Regions from separate parts of the Sus scrofa genome. Here region 1 is linked to region 2. The links are chromatin contacts, called in public HiChIP or PLAC-seq maps. All regions are on one chromosome and are shown on one strand. Each heading gives the region's core, a stretch centred on a gene start, on an enhancer-like site or on the middle of the called end of the contact. The rest is flanking DNA. Distances are from core to core; before and after follow the strand shown. Region 1 overlaps LOC106505748 (a long non-coding RNA gene). Region 2 overlaps LOC106505748 (a long non-coding RNA gene).

The links. HiChIP or PLAC-seq counts read pairs in DNA pulled down with a chosen protein or histone mark.
Region 1: an H3K27ac HiChIP or PLAC-seq map of alveolar macrophages shows a contact between it and region 2. The contact joins two enhancer-like sites. A contact is called at or near these places in 1 of 47 Hi-C or Micro-C datasets (adipocytes) and 2 of 2 datasets of contacts at active chromatin or transcription factors (alveolar macrophages and skeletal muscle).

What each region holds. Positions count from the first base shown.
Region 1 is chr13:115,647,069-115,652,075 of Sscrofa11.1, forward strand. All of the region lies in intron 1 of LOC106505748 (a long non-coding RNA gene), which reads left to right. Among named protein-coding and RNA genes, the nearest start is that of TBL1XR1, 160 kb to the left of the region's middle. Within about 2 kb of position 1,388, at least 1 of the 83 cell types and tissues checked has an H3K27ac peak or open chromatin away from gene starts, as enhancers often do. A contact at or near this core is called in alveolar macrophages, where this site is marked.
Region 2 is chr13:115,727,130-115,732,167 of Sscrofa11.1, forward strand. All of the region lies in intron 1 of LOC106505748 (a long non-coding RNA gene), which reads left to right. LOC110256521 (a long non-coding RNA gene) reads left to right here. Exons shown (of 2, transcript XR_002338117.1): 2 at 1-532. Among named protein-coding and RNA genes, the nearest start is that of TBL1XR1, 240 kb to the left of the region's middle. Within about 2 kb of position 1,877, at least 31 of the 83 cell types and tissues checked have an H3K27ac peak or open chromatin away from gene starts, as enhancers often do. A contact at or near this core is called in alveolar macrophages, where this site is marked.

The DNA of each region.
Region 1 (5,007 bases), core at 138-2,637, 81 kb before region 2:
GTTTAGCAACATTATAAGATAAATTGACTTCTGAAAGCTAGTCTTGGGGGACTAACTGCTAATTTTAAAATCTTATTTCAATAAGGAAATAAATTTTCTTTCCAACTTCCATGCATCTAGGTTAATTTTTGGAGCATAATGTAGAAATATCTGAAGTAATTTATCTTTATGTCCCATAAATGATAGTTTGAGTTTGAACATATTACAGTGTATAGCCAAAATTCATACTCTTGATATTTAAAAGATACGCATATTTATGAGAATGCTAAATGATGTTTTTCTGAAAAACATTCATTTTTTTCCTTGCAGTTTCTTCAAAACAGTAAAATGTTTGGAGATCAGATTCTGAGTCTGTTTCAAAGTTTGACACCCAAGAATTGGCTTCAGTTTGACATCAATTGGCATTTCTTTTTGTTTTCAGGTCGCCTTGGGTCTGCATTATCATAGCAAATGACTCTTAAATCAGTAGGAGGCAGGTATGGAGATCTATAATGTGATAGTATTAATATTTCAATATGATAAAGAATTCAATACTTGGAATACTGAATCACAGGTATGTGTGGTAGCAGTGACTTTCCCAGAATCATATTTTAATTACAGGGATATCTGGTTACTACTCATTCAGAGAAGCTTGCAAGTAATTGCATTGTTCAAAGAATTTTTCTTGAGGGGAGATTTTAGCTCTTTTGCTTTTTTCTCATGTTGTTACCTCAGAAGTGGTTATGTTGGAGTGTGCGTATGTGTTTGCAAGTGACATAATTCTAATCCAGATTCCACATCCAAAATGGATATTTTAATCCAGAAATACCTTTACCAGGTAATCCGGTAACAGCTGTAACAGGCAGGAACAACCAAGGGTGGGTACTTTTACCCTCATGATGAGGAGTGTTGTATGTAAATAGGTCATAGATCGAACCTTGCTTTTTAAACCTTTCTCTTTTAAAATTCTTCCTCTTCATAAGTCTGGGAGAAAGAGAAAAAAAAAGAGAACTAGTTTTTTCTTATTATTCATTCTTTAAAAAAACATGGGATGTTGTGAAAGCTATTGTATGTTTTTCTAAGCCCTCGAATTACTAGACATCTTGAGAAAGTTTGGGTTTGGGAGCACTTAGTGTTTGTTCTCCATTAAACAGATGGGAAGGAGAGAAGGGTTAAAACCACTGTGTCAGATATTAAATGATCTTACTGTGATGGTGTTGGGTTTAAGTGGCTAGAAGGACCAGGTATTCAGTGGGCATATCTACTGTTAGGTTCTGGTTTCATATTTTCCTTTGTTTTTCATTTCGAGTCTTAGGAAAAAAATAATCCTGGCAAAGAAGAGCCAGGCAGGATGTATCATGCAAATAAAGGAAGATCTCATCCTACAACTTAATTTGATTTCAACATAACCTCAGTGAAACCACAAAAGATTTATGTAACCTGAGATTTCTCATGCTTGGGGTCTGTTGGGTCCTAGTTCTATGCAACTTGGAAAAAATCCTAAAATTCTAACATTATTTTGGTAAGTCCCCACAGTCATCTCTTTACCATAATGTGACTGAATAATACATGAATATTGGAGGGTTTTCTGGACTTGTCGGCTGTGTTCCTTTTCTTTTTTCCAGTCTTTCTCAGTAATCATCCTCATTATTACCTAATTAACTCTGTTTAAGCCTTGCACTACTGAGTCACACAAAAAGTATCTTGCCATTAGGTTGCTTGAAGACTGTGAAGCTTGAAAGTAGTTATATGAATCTTACTCTATTTAACCTCACCTCATTATATAAGCAAATAGTTTGCTTAACTGTGAATACAGTCTGGGGTTATCTATGAGTGATACTGCTCTGCCGTATTTTAAGGTTAATCTAATATTATCATCTTGGAGGTTTGGCCAAAATACTAGCCAGTGATCTTGAACTGAGTTATTTCTGCTGACATTGGACTTCTTGAGTCCAGAAAGTAACTCATTATGAAATCTCAAATGCCTTCTGTAAGGTGTTTCTTAAAAACTTAAATGGTTCAACTTGATTAGATAAAATTCTTGTGCTTGAAATTTTTTTAACACACAGTTCATAATCATCCAGAGGAGTACTAAACTCGTTTATGTTCCACTGTGTGGTCCTTTAACAAAGAGACTTACCTAAGTCAGCTGTGGCTTGAACGGTCTTCCAAACAGCACAGGAAATAGGGCTCTGCTTGGCTAAGGAAATGTGAGGCATTACACGGTTTGGGCAGCCAATGATTAGGAGCGGGAGGAAGCCTGTACATTCTCTATGCTATTCTGTAACCCCTTACCTCTTACTTTCTTTGAATAAAAAGGTAATGTTCTTTTTAATTGGACTAGAGGGTGACAAGAATGTCCTTGATCTAGATCAGGTTGAGGGTGGGTAACAAGCTGTTGCCCTCACCTATGGGGCACATAGTTTGCGCCTAGTAATTTGAGATTTACAGACATTATCTATGGGGAAATAATGGCTCAGTGTAACGAACCTGACCTGTATCCATGAGGATGCGGGTTTGACCCCTGGCCTCGCTCCCTGGGTTAGGGATCCAGCTTAACTGGCGGTGGCCTGTTGTGTAGATTGCGTAGCTCAGATCCTGCATTGCTGTGGCTGTGGTGATGGCTGGAAGCTGCATCTCTGAATTGACCCCCAACCTTGGGAACTTCCATATGCCCCATCTGCAGCCCTAAAAAAAAAAAAAAAAAAAGCCCCAAAACAAAAAACAAAATAAAACAAAAAAGGTCCACACATTGCCTCTAAATCTTCACCAATGTAGGTATAACCAGCCCCAGTTTATAGAGTAGGAACATGATTCCTGGAAAAGAGTGGGAAAGAATCCTGAATATGCAAAATCATCTCCTGAAATGGCTATGGAAAAAAAAAAAAAAAAAAAAGACTGAATTAACTGGAAGTGATGAGCCAGAAATGACTAGATCACATTTCCTGCATCAAAAAGAGGGGGAGGGAGTGGGATAGATTTGGAATTTGGGGTTAATAGATGCAAACTATTGCCTTTGGAATGGAATTGATAAGCAATGAGATCCTGCTGTATAGCCATGTGAACTCTATCTAGTCACTTATGATGGAGCACGATAATGTGAGAAAAAAGAATGTATACACATATGTGTTACTGGGTCACCTTGCTGTACAGTAGAAAATTGACAGAACACTGTAAACCAGCTGTAATGGAAAAAATAAAAATCAGTATAGGAGTTCCCGTCGTGGCGCAGTGGTTAACGAATCCGACTAGGAACCATGAGGTTGTGGGTTCGGTCCCTGCCCTTGCTCAGTGGGTTAACGATCCGGCGTTGCAGTGAGCTGTGGTGTAGGTTGCAGACGCGGCTCAGATCCAGCGTTGCTGTGGCTCTGGCGTAGGCCGGTGGCTACAGCTCCGATTCAACCCCTAGCCTGGGAACCTCCATATGCCGCGGGAGCGGCCCAAGAAATAGCAACAACAACAACAACAACAACAACAACAAAAATCAGTATAAAATAAAATAAAATAAAAAAGTATGGCACTTGATGGAGAAACAAAGATGGGCCTTAGGGGAAAAAGATTTTTTTTTGCATACCAGTGGTTGAGCTGAGATTTGTGAGATTAGTGTCTGCTATATATACCTTTATATGGATTTTTTTTTTTTTACTGTACCCAAGGCACATGAAAATTCCCAGGCCAAGGATTGAACCTGCACTGCAACGCTGGATCTTTAACCTGCTGCACCACATGGGAACTTCCTTTATGTGGATCTTTACCTGGACTAGATGGTAAGCTCATTAAATACTTACTGAGGATCTACCATGTGTGTGGCATTTTGCTAAAGTAGGGGCTTCCATTAGTTATTCATGATCAAGTAATTTGGATGACCTTTCTCTTCCCACCTGTGTGTCTGGGAACTCCTATTCATGCTTTAAGAAGCAGCTCATACTTTATTTCCTCCTTGAAGTCCTGTCTGAATACATCAGTTAGACATTAATCAACCCCTGCTGTAAATTTTTGTCTATAGTACACCTGTTATGTGAATTATCCCACTGACATGTTTGTTAATTCCTGTCCTTTCCTGCTGGATTGTGAATTCCATGCCGTAAAGACTGGTTTCCCCCCACCCTTCTCCCCAACACACACACTAATTCCCCAGTAGTTACATTAGCTTTGCTCCTAGTGGTAGTGTAGCAGTTCAATAAAACTCGCTTGGTGCATGAATCACTGCAGTGAAGCAGAAATTTACTCTTCTTCAGAGTCACTCACAATTTTAAGAGGTATGATTAACTGAGCACTTGCTGCCTCATACCTTACCTACACTGTCTAATTTTATCTTATTGCAATTCTACTAGGTTGGTATTATTTCATTGGCCCCTTCTGTAAAACTGGGCTCATAGATATTAAGTAGCAAGCCCAACATCACTAAGCTAGTAAGTAGTGGAACAGGAAAGAAACTAGTCTGACTCTTGAAGCTGTTCTTGTCCCACAGTTACACCAAGTCCCATAAAAAAGGATGATGGATATCTTACAATGTTTTGGTTTATTTACTTCTTTTCATTTTTTTTCAACAACATAAATAGTGTATTATACAAATGCTGTCTTTCCAAACTCTGGGTACATGCCACCTGTTAGTATTTAGTTGGAGAGTAAATATCTCTGTGTCCTTGCGTTTCACAGTCAGTAACGCTCAGCATCCACTAAGCTTTCAGGCATGTTAAAGAAAAGGGCACACACAGGATCTGAAATGTTCTTAGAGCTTCAGATTTCAGGTTGATGAGATCCCAGGGAAATGCCCAAGTGCCTCATGGACATGACAGGCAGATCTGAATGTGTTTATTCTGTTAAACCTTATCCCAGAAAAACTCAGTCCCTAAATAGGAAGAGATATGCAGCCTGGAAGATACACATGGAAGATGGAATGCCCTTGTGGGAGAATTCCTTGCAATGGAGGATATTAAGTCAGGGAAATCATGAGCTCTCATTTGGATAAAAAGTTCCCCCAGGGCAGGGATGACATGTCTTCCTGTAATTCCTGGCTCGCACTGT
Region 2 (5,038 bases), core at 627-3,126:
GTGGGAAAAATAATAGTGCCTATCTCTAGAAAATAGAGAAAATGTATTTGAAACTCTTTGTGCCTGACAAACATAAGCCTGAGTATGCGATAGTTATTATTTTCAAGAACAGTTTTGATCAGAACCTGTTGAAACTAATTTATTTTCCACCCAAAGCCTATATAATGACTGATACTTTGAGGTCTATCTCATGTCATTGGATAATTATGATTGGTTTAGCACAAAGTCACACTCTGCAAGGTTCTTGGAACCATTCTTCCACCATGAGTACAGAGAAGCCAAGGCAGGCACTGACATTGTGGTCTGTTCAGCAATGTCTTGTGGCCCGAATGAACCATGAGGGCTTATGAATTGTCCTAAAACACAAAATGTGATTTGTTAGACCTTAACTAATAAACGGAGTGTATTTTTGGTGCCATCATACCCAGACTATAAGGTCATTGAAATAAATCTGAGGCATATCTCCTGAAAGATGTCTACTCATTCCTCTGCCAAAAGAAAAAAAAAAAAAAAAATACAACCCTGTCTCCTCAACACAATAACTGAGGAAGTATTTGTTTTAAAACCATTCCATTCTGCTTTCTTAATTTCTTGTTATCTCATCCCAGAAACTCTGAATTAACATGGCAAAAGTCCACTGTTTTGAGTTCAGGAAAAACAATATAATTCTTCTATATCTTTTCACAGACTTTGCTTGTTGGGCCAGAAGCCCGACTCATTTGGACACAGCTGTACTCTGAACTTACATCACTAGTTAACATTTCCACTTCTAGGCATTCATGTGGCTTATTTGTTCCAGAGATTTTCTGTTCCCTGATTAAATGTTTCACTGTGCTGTACCCACAGACTCATAAACTAGTTCACTGGCTGATTTTTCAAGACTGGGATTTAAAGAGCCAGTGACCTATTAAAAAACTTCATTTTTTTTTATCAATTAGATATGAAGCCTGCCCTATACACAATCTCAGTGTATGTTAAGTTTTTGTATTTGATCCTACATTTCCCTCTGTGAGGCTCTTTCCACTCATAGGGAGCTAAATTTATAGGGTTCATCTGGTGTCCCATTCTTAATCTGGGGAGCTGTACCCTAATCCTTATTAAGGCATTAGTAGCTGATTATGGGTTGACCATTCACATCTGAAGCTTGTGTGACTGAAATTTGGAAGTATTTAAAACCCTCCAAGAATGAAATTATAATGACAGTGTGACCTGGATGAATCAGGTTTTATGATAGTAGAGATTTTACCAGTTATAGTGTTTTGGGGCAACAGGCCTTGATCTTTTTTCCCAAACTGAATTTTTCTTGTTGGGGTCTATACCTACTAAGGGCTTCTGTTGTGTTTCCCATGAAGAATGACTAAGTCTTTGATTGGGAGTTGTTCCTTGATTAAAACAGGAACAGTGCAGAAAGAAATAAGCCTGCCCATCGGAGAACAGTTAAACACTGGTACTGCTCACAGCAGGGTGGTGTGGGGAACTGGCTTCTGGGACAGCACAGGAGCACAGTGCAGTGTTGGTGACTGTCATGCTGGTGAAATACCATGACATCTGAGGCCCCATGACATCTCTGTGTGGAAACATTTATTTCACAAGTGCAGACACTGATACCCTGGTTCTAGTGACCTTAAGACTTTCACTTCTATTTGTGCCTCTCTGAGATTCAGAGTGTGGGAAAGATGATTTTCAAGTTTCCATCCTTCTCACACTGATCCCTGCTGAATATTGGGATCGTTTCTGACCAGTACACCAGAGATGCTTCGGAGGTAGAGAGAAGCTTACCTCTAATGGACAAACAGGATGGGGCTGTATGGAGCAGTGAGATTGGCTGGAGAACTCTCTGAGTCATGTGCCAGACTGCTCTGCTGACATCTAGCTGAAGCCAGACAACCCTGCTCAAGACCAGGGTGCTGACCTAGGAAGGGTGGGTCCTGAGAGCTCACTGCTATGACACGTAACCACCCAGATCACTGGTTTCTTGAGTCATGTTACCACTTGCTCCTCTACTTCCAACCCTCCTGCTCTCAGGCACACCCAGCCAGTGACTGGGTCAACAATTGAAGTCTGTGAATCTGGCAGACCTTTCTCACGGATAAGGGGCAGCCTATGCTGTGGCTACTGTGGTGACTGGCATGTTCTTTAGGATGGCCACGCACAGGAAATACACTTCTGCTGTAGAGACTATCTAGTATTTTATGTTAATTCTGGTGTGTGGTCCCTGCAGAATCTTGGTACGATGAGGAAAATGGAAGGCATCACATTTTGATACATGTCATGACATCTTTAAGGGATGAGAAAAGCCTCTAATTAGCTTGTACCTATTTGGAATGCTTTCAGAAGTTTTGTGTTACCTCCTATAAGACATTGTTAGAGAGCCTGACCAGTGTTACACTCCTGCATTTTTAGAGTACATGTGGAGTGTTTTCTCTATGAGAATGTGAGCTACTTTGGGAGACTTGGTTATTTCTTCTTCAGAGTCTAGTAACATTGTTCAGTAGAATTTTTTGTGATCATGGAATTGTTCTATAATTAGCTACTAACCTCCTATGGCTATTGAGTGCCTTGAAATGTGGCTAGTGTGACTGGGAACTGGATTTTTGGTGTCTTTAATTTTGCCTTAATAGCCGTGTGTGAATATTGGCTACCACACTGGACAACACAAGTTTGGAATACTATTTCCTGGCTTATGGGAGGCAGACTAAATCACTATATGTTGAATTGAATTTACCATTCTTCAAGGCACTTGCCAAAATACACTTTTGCTATGTGTTTTTCAGATTTCTAATGTAACTTACTCTCAGTAATTCTAGATTGTCTATTTGTATGACACTTCAATAAGAATTTATTCTACATCTGGACCTAGACAGTCACTGTTACTGGAGCAGTGTTTCAGGGACTCCCAGGGCATAGGGAAAGAAAAATCCCACAATGATGCATAACGCTTCTGCTGTTTCCATAAATATACTTTCTAGATCCTCTCTGCCTTCCACAGTTCTTCCTAGATCATTTCCCAGTGAAAGTGGGAAATTGGATATTTCATAAATATTTTGACTTTCTTTCTGCTGCTGGGGAGGAAACAGAGTAGCACTTGCCACTGGAAGATGTCTGGATTTGAATCTCAGATCTGTGACTTCGGAAGAATCATTTAAATCTTTATAACTTCAATGTTTCTTTATCGAATGGAAATAAGAGGAATTCTTTCAGTCCTTTGTGCCTTTCAGAGTAGAAGTGTAAGAATCTTTGGCTTAAAGTGTGCAAATCTTCCTGAGCTATGAAACCCTGTACAAATATTTATGGCTGTGGCTATCATTGTTTTTAATTTCAGATGAAATCAATGCATTTGTGTAGGCCTCCGTGGTATATTTCTCCATGCCCCAACTTAATCATTCAGCCACTGCCTATGATAGTGACTTATCACTGAAAATATACAGGATCTTAGTAGACTGTGTTGTATGCCTCATAATCATGAATTAGTGTTTGTTGAATGCCAGACTGCATGGTATAGCACTGATCTCTGTGTAGTAGGTTGGCTAAACAATGACAACTTCTTGTGCCAGGAGAAAATTTGAAGAGTTCCCACTCATACTCAATATTGACTTGATGATTTACTTGCTTCCTGAGATATGGAGAGCTCTTAATTCTGGTCGTACGTATTAGACAGATTCATTGCATGACCCGGATAATTTATTTAGTCTATGTTTAGATGATCTAGAAAGGAAATTAAGTTTGTGATAGAAATTTTTGATCTCTTTCAGGTGATTTTTAACTGTATGTCTTAAATTTGCTTTTAAAATTGAGTAACTGGAGTTCCTGTCATGGTGCAGTGGAAACGAATCTGACTAGGAGCCATGAGGTTGCGGGTTCAATCCCTGGCCTTGCTCAGTGGGTTAAGGATCTGGCTTTGCCATGAGCTGTGGTATAGGTTGCAGACTTGGGTCAGATCTGGCGTTGCTATGGCTGTGGTGTAGGGCAGCAGCTGTAGTTCTGATTAGATCCCCAGCCTGGGAATCTCCATATGCCATGGGTGTGGCCCTAAAAAAAAAAAAGAAAAATAAATAAAATTGAATACCTAATTCTCCTTATGGAATACTGAATCAATTGTTTAGGAGTGCAGTACACTGTTAATGTGTTACAAATTTAACTCTTACTACATACAGATGCACAGGGAAAATGCGGCTTCATTGTTTTTCTATAGCTGGCCTGATCTTTCTCTTGACTTTTAATCTGTTGAGCAATGAAGAATGTATTAGTTATCAGTTGCTGCATAACAAGTTACTGTATAGCGCAGCAGTTTAAAACAAGAAACATTTATTATCTCATTACTTCTAGGTCATGAATCTGGGTGTGGCTTTGCTTGGTCCTCTGAGTCAGGGTCTTTCTTTTTCATATTTTTTTAGGACCACACCCATGGCATATGGAAGTTCCCAGGCTAGGGGTTGAATTAGAGCTGCAGCTGCCAACCTGCACCAAAGCCACAGTAATGCTGCCAGATCTGAGCCATGTCTGTGACCTACATCACAGCTTATGGCAATGCCAGATTCTTTAACCCACTGAACGATGCCAGGGATTGAACCCACACCCTCATGGATGCTAGTTGGGTTCTTAATGCACTGAGCCACAACAGGAACTCCTGGTTCAGGGTCTTTCAGAAAGCTACATTCAAGGTGCCATCTAGGGTGACCAACTGTGTGGGATCGCTCAAGACTGTGGTTTCCTGGGATGTGGGACTTTGATTGCTCACACTAGGAAAGTGTTGAGAAAACTGAGATGAATTGGTTACTTGAGCTGGGTTTCATCTAAAGTCTAGACTGAGGAACAGTCTTTCAAGCTCATCCATGTCAGGTGGCAGGATTTATTTCCTTGTGACATACAGGACTGAGGGCCTCAGTTCTTTTCTAGCTGTTGGCCAGAAATCTCCCTTAGTCCCTTGCCACATGGATCTCTTTACTCAGCAGCTTACAGCATGGTCGCTTGTTTCATCAGAACAAGCAAAGTAGAGAGGAAAAGAGATGAACAAATTGGAAACCAGAGTCTTTTTCAC